2 separate regions of the Sus scrofa genome follow, and region 2 is linked to region 1. A link is a contact called in public promoter capture Hi-C data. All regions are on one chromosome and are shown on one strand. Each heading gives the region's core, a stretch centred on a gene start, on an enhancer-like site or on the middle of the called end of the contact. The rest is flanking DNA. Distances are from core to core; before and after follow the strand shown.

Evidence for each region. Promoter capture Hi-C pulls out the DNA fragments that hold promoters and counts their contacts.
Region 2: a promoter capture Hi-C map of fetal liver shows a contact between it and region 1, with 2.6 times the contacts expected there. The contact joins the promoter of SORD here to the promoter of SPATA5L1 in region 1. A contact is called at or near these places in 1 of 5 promoter capture datasets (fetal liver) and 1 of 2 datasets of contacts at active chromatin or transcription factors (alveolar macrophages).

Annotation. Positions count from the first base shown.
Region 1 is chr1:126,333,777-126,336,712 of Sscrofa11.1, forward strand. It overlaps SPATA5L1 (spermatogenesis associated 5 like 1), which reads right to left and starts at 1,417. Exons shown (of 8, transcript NM_001177911.1): 1 at 311-1,417. The coding sequence starts at 1,405.
Region 2 is chr1:126,699,630-126,702,489 of Sscrofa11.1, forward strand. It overlaps SORD (sorbitol dehydrogenase), which reads right to left and starts at 1,455. Exons shown (of 9, transcript NM_001244162.1): 1 at 1,234-1,455. The coding sequence starts at 1,296.

The DNA.
Region 1 (2,936 bases), core at 167-2,666:
GTTTAACATCCTTGTAGCCATCCTAGTTCTCTTAAAAACCAAAATTACTGATTACAGCATTCATCTTCAGAAACTGCACAACTAAACCCTAATGGCCACTTTGCTTTTCAGAACACTCTGACTGGAGAGATTGGAGGGGGTGGGGGTTGTCTTCGGCTCAAAGATCACTTAGGGACCAGAGAACAGGTTCTCTGCATTACAAAGAACTCCACTCCAGCCTCAGCGACGTCCAAACCTACGCGGCAAACGCCTCGGGTCAGCCTACCAGGAATAGATGGAAGCGATGTTCCCAGTGGCCAAGCTATTTTACCTCTCTGTCAAATCTTCCAGGTCTGCGCAGCGCTGGGTCTAGCGCGTCCGGCCGGTTGGTCGATCCAACAACCACCACCTCGCGGTCCCCACTGATGCCGTCTAGCAATGTCAACACCTGGGCCACCACGCGACTCTCGGGGGCTTGGTGTGGGCCGCCCCGCCGAGGACATAGGGCGTCCACCTCATCCAAGAAGAGAAGGGTGGGCCGGCGGCCGGCCAGCTCCTGGGCGCGCTGGAAGACCCGCCGCACGTTCTCCTCGGTCTCCCCCGGCCGGGCGCCCTGCAGCGCGGGAGCGCTCACTGCCAGCAGCTCTGCGCCCGCCTCCCGGGCCACTGCCCGCACGAGCTGGGTCTTGCCCACTCCGGGGGGGCCAGCCAGGAGCACACCGCGGGGCACTGCTAACCCAAGGGAGGCAAAGGAGCGGGGGTAGAGGAGCGGCAGGCGGAGGAGCTCCCGCAGCGAGTCGGCCGCCTCCGCAAGGCCCCCGAGGGGCACCTCGGGCGGCGGCTCCGATTCCGATGGAGGCACTCCGCTGAGACCGATGTGGGTGCGAGGGGTGACCAGGCCCGCCGGATCGGGGCTTGGCGCCCCGCTCACGATGTGCAGGGCTGCCACCGGGCCGGGCGTGCCCGGAGGAGCAGCGACCACGTGGCCCAGAGAGACTGGACGGTTCCTCAACAGCTCCTGGGCCGCCTCCAGCACCGCGGCCGGATTTGGGGAATCCGGCGCGCCTGCCCGTTCCCGCAACGCCGGCCACACCGCGAGGCGCCGAAGCGGTGGGCAGGGCACTAAACGGAGGCAGCTCAGGCTGAGACTCCCCCGGGCCCCCGGATCTCCCATAGCAGCCCCTGGGCTCGCGCACTGCAGATCCAATTGCACAAAGCCGTCTGCTCTGTCCCGCCGCGGCCAGGAGGTGCAGAGGCAAGAGCCGCCATTAGGCAGGGAGATCTTCACCACTGAGCCCAGGTGCGCGCCCAAGGAGCGGAGGGCAGCTGGGCCCAGGCGACAGCGTTGGGTGCCCTGGTCCCCAGGGTCCACGGGTAGCAGTTTTAAGAGTGGCCCTTCAGCAAATGGACCTGTGTCCGGAGCCATGGCAAAAGAGAAGACCCGACGCCCAGGAAAGTGCGGTAGGAATTCCCCCCGGACGACAAAGGCCGGTACACCGTGCTCCTCGGCCGGAAGTAGGTGATGCGCAAGCGCCAGGGAGTCGCGGTTGCGGGCTTCTGACTGGAGACCGAAAGGACCAATCAGAAAGTTAGATAACGAGGTGCCTTTCCCGGCTTGTTTGCCGTGGAGTCTCATTTGATAAAATCCAGATTTACCCGCAAGGCTTTTCTTACGGATGTCAGGAAGGCAGCGTAAGCTAATTTAACTAGGTCATTAAGCCTGTATTTTAGGCTTAAAGGTTTGAGGAGTCACCGCAGAGCATACTCTTTCCTTGGCTGGTGGACTGGAGCATCACTATCTGCGCTTTTGGAATATCAGCCCAGAGACTGCTATTTTGTGAAGAAACCCCGACTGTCCTTAGGGACACAGTATTTTAGAGTGCTCTGGTGCTAATGCCTTAGGCGACTTGGAGTAGCTGAGACATACAACTTTGGCACCTTCCATAATCTGGGTTCCAACCTTTTTGGAAAAGCACCACCATAGCCAGAGAGAGGATAGCATTTTGAACATCTTGGAGCCGGGAAAGAAGGAAGACCAGGCCATCTGATGCATTTGTGGCACACCAATACATTTTTTTCATATTCCTGACTTCTCCATTGAATGTTCTTTGACAACAACTTAGTTATAACTTGTGTTCCTGAGATAAGTAATTACTGTCTCTCTGATGTACGGCAGTACTAAGTCCTGTATTGGGGCAGTGCTTGTTTACATTATTAAGACCTCCCACCTAACCTCTTTCCACATTTCCTCTCCCCTTCCCACAGGGAATTACTCTTTTCTCCTATTTTTTTTTAATTGTGCTTATGAAAAAGAGCTAGGAGTTCCTGTTGTGGCTCAGCAGGTTAAGAACCTGACTAGTATCCATAAGGATGCATGTTCAATCCCTGGCTTCACTCAGTGGGTTAAGAATCTGCTGATACTGCTGGAATTTGGGTTGCTGTGGCTGAGGCTGGGCCTTGGCTACCACTCCAATTCAACTCCTAGCCTGGGAACTTCCATATGCTCCAGATAAGGCCCTAAACACACACACACACACACACACACACACACACACACACACACACACACACACGGCTAAATAGAAATTCCCTGGTGGCCTAGCAATTAAGGCTATGGATAACAAAGCCAAGATAATATGCCTTGTTTTTACCCTATTCACATCTTTCTACCTCCATTTCCCCACTTTCACTGTAACCCAAATTTGTGAGGTTACAAAATTAAAATTGCAGGTAGATGCTTCAATCACTTGGATTTGGGTTTTTGCTCCCCTACTTATGCAATCAATTGCAGACTCTATACCCATGTCTTTTTTTTTTCAGGGCCACATCTGCAGCGGCCATATGGAGGTTCCAGGCTAAGGGTCTAATCGGAGCTGTAAGTGCTGGCCTATGCCAGAGCCACATCAATGCCAGATCCAAGCTACAGCTTCGACCTACACCACAGCTCATGGCAATGC
Region 2 (2,860 bases), core at 205-2,704, 370 kb after region 1:
ATGGCTCTGGGCAGTTCTTCGCCTGGGATTCACAGACCTCTAAAGGGTCTTTGGAGAAGGGGCTTAAAGGAAGTTCATAAATTCTGAAATTACTGCCTAACTCAATCTGTTTGCATCTATGGGGAGAGAGACTACAGATTCTCAAGTAATCAAGAACTGCTAATCTGGATAATTTTCTGAGTCTCTCCAATCTAGAAGGGGGAGGAAGTGCTAGGGAATAGCAGATATGGCTAGCAACCATCCCACATAATACTACCCAGGCCCATCTGAGATGGATTTGTCAAGAGAGCCCTGGCACAACCACAGAGCTGATTCTTCAGCTCCCAAACTTTGGCCTCAGGAGCCAGGGAGCAGAGGCAGAGTCCAGGGTGGAGCAGACACATACATAATGCTCTTAAAGGGAGAGGGGAGCAGGATCAGGAAGGAAAATGGCTGCAAGGTGAACTAGACATGGACTCAGGGAAGTAAGGAATAAAGTAGTAGAGTGGTGGAGATGGCACAGGTATAGGGAACACCAAGAGTCCTGGAGATGGACGCCTTTGCTAGCAGGAAAAGAGGAAGGAGCTGGCACTTCTTCTTCTTCTTTTTTTTTTTCTGGCCATACCCAGGACTTGTTTAAATCCCTGGGCCAGGGACTGAACCAGACCGGCCGCTGCAGTGACACTGTCTGGATCATTAACACAAAAACACTCCCAGGAGCTGGCACTTCTGAGTATCTATTAAGTGCTGGGTACTCTGCTGATCACGATAATCCTACAAAGGAGGCTTTATCAGCCCCAAGCAAGAGAGATTAAATACAAGTTCCACAGCTTTTAAGTGTCTCTCTGGCTTCCCTTTCTTTCCTGCACTGTCTGCCCAGTGGAGAAATTCACAGCATGTCCTAAGTCAGGCAGCCTCTCCTGCAAAGCGCAACGACAAGAGGCTTGTACTATGAATCTGCAGCTGGCAAAAGAGAGAGGAGGCTTCAATCATTTTGCAACTGTCCGGGCTCTGGCCACGTGGCTAGTTTCCAGGAAGCACGCGACAAAAACCCTGCTCTTAGCACCGTGGAACCCTCGGCCACCGCCAACCCTCCCCCTCCCCCCAACATGGTAACCAGCTCGGATCTGGTCGTCCAGGGCGTGCAGAATGGGGCCCGCACCACGCTGGAACTGATGACCTGAGACCGCGTTTTGGCTTGCAGGCGAGTAAGACAGGGGCAGGCTAGATTCTCCACTCCCATTCCAGTTTTACCAGGCGCAGGTCTCCAGGTCCGTGCACCACCAGGGAGAGGTTCTCGGGCTTGGCCGCCGCCATGTCGCTCTTTCTTTCTCAGGTCGAGGTTGCGGTCCGCAGGTCGCGAGGTGAATCGGTTGGCAGCCCGGTCTCGGGTTAGGGGTGAGGGGCCAGAGGCCGGGATTTGACTAAGAGCTCGCGGCCAGCGAGGGGCGGGGCTTCCTAGTCCCCGACAGCCGAGGCGGGGCTAGCGTGGAGGGGCGGGGCTGCTCTGCTCCCTCCCAGGATCAGCCTGTGGGGTGGGGAGGGGGTAGGGAAGGGAAGGGAGGGGCAGCAAAGACCGACTTAACCTAGCTCCGTTGGCAGCACACTGTTTGCCTCACCTCCAAGCAGACAAATCTGCCCTGAAAGTAACCTGCGGAGGTAACAGCTCCACAGACGAGTGTTCTCAAACTTCAGCTGCAGAAGGGGGGGGGGGGGGTAGGCAGTATGGGGCAGTTTCTCAAGACAAGCACTGAAATTTTGATATAGTAAATCTAGTCTAAGCTGAGGCCTGAGGGTCTGTATTATTAGCATTAAGAATGCTTAGGCTGCAGGTAGGGCACATCTACAACTGGGGAAGAGGTGTTGCACTGACAGAGCGTGCAACTAGCCTGGTGTCCCCAGCATCCAGCAAAGTGCCTAGCACCAGAAGAAGTGAATGAATGAATTTGTGCATCATTCCATGGGCCCGATGCATCAGTGCAAAGAAGCTGTGAAATGAAATATGTGAGCCTCTTTCTCTTAACCAGCTCTGCTTCTAATATTACAAGCAGGATTTCTGTCCAAATTCTTCCTTCAAGTCTCTCTCCCCTTCAAGAAACAGCAAAGTTTTGAAGTTTTACTCTAAAGGGGAGAGAACTGCCCTCTTGAAAAGCATGTCTATAAAGGCCCCTCCCTTCTTTAAGGATTTTGAAGACAGTGTAGGGATTTCATTATCTACAGCCTCTACCCCTTCCCCAGACACTCCACCAGATCCTCTTACCTCTACCAGGAGACTTTTCCCAGCATCTCTCCCCCTGAAGATGTCTCAGTGTGGTACTTATTGTATGCCCCACATAAGGGACACAGCCTGTACTTTCACTAGTGATTATCTCTTCCACAAAACCATTGGAAGCCCACTGAGGCTAAGGCCTCATTTCTTAAATTCAAAATAAAAGAAAAAAAATTGATGATGACATGAATCAAGCTCTGGAATGCCAATAATGACAAAAGGGGAAGGAGGGGGTGGTATTACAAGGTATAACAAAACAATGGGATGGATTTTGCGGTGGACTCACAGAGTCAGTAGTGTTCTTTGCTTTGAGATACCTCCCACAAGGTCTGGCTGTGCTTGGCTAGTTCCCCAGGCTGCTCTTGCACTCAGCTTCTGAGCAGGCTTTGGAGAGGTGACTAACTAGGGGTTGCCTGCCTTTACTCATGCACCTAAATTTAAAACTCAGCTTCCCCTCTTTGCCTTATGGGGTTTCCTCACAGTTTCCCAGCATTTCTTTTCAATGAGTAAAGCTGAAGATGGAGACAGCCCCATGACTGGCTCAAGGGCTACTTGAAGTAGACACTTCTTGAGTTTTAAATCAAGAAAACAGAACACCAGAACCAAAGCAAA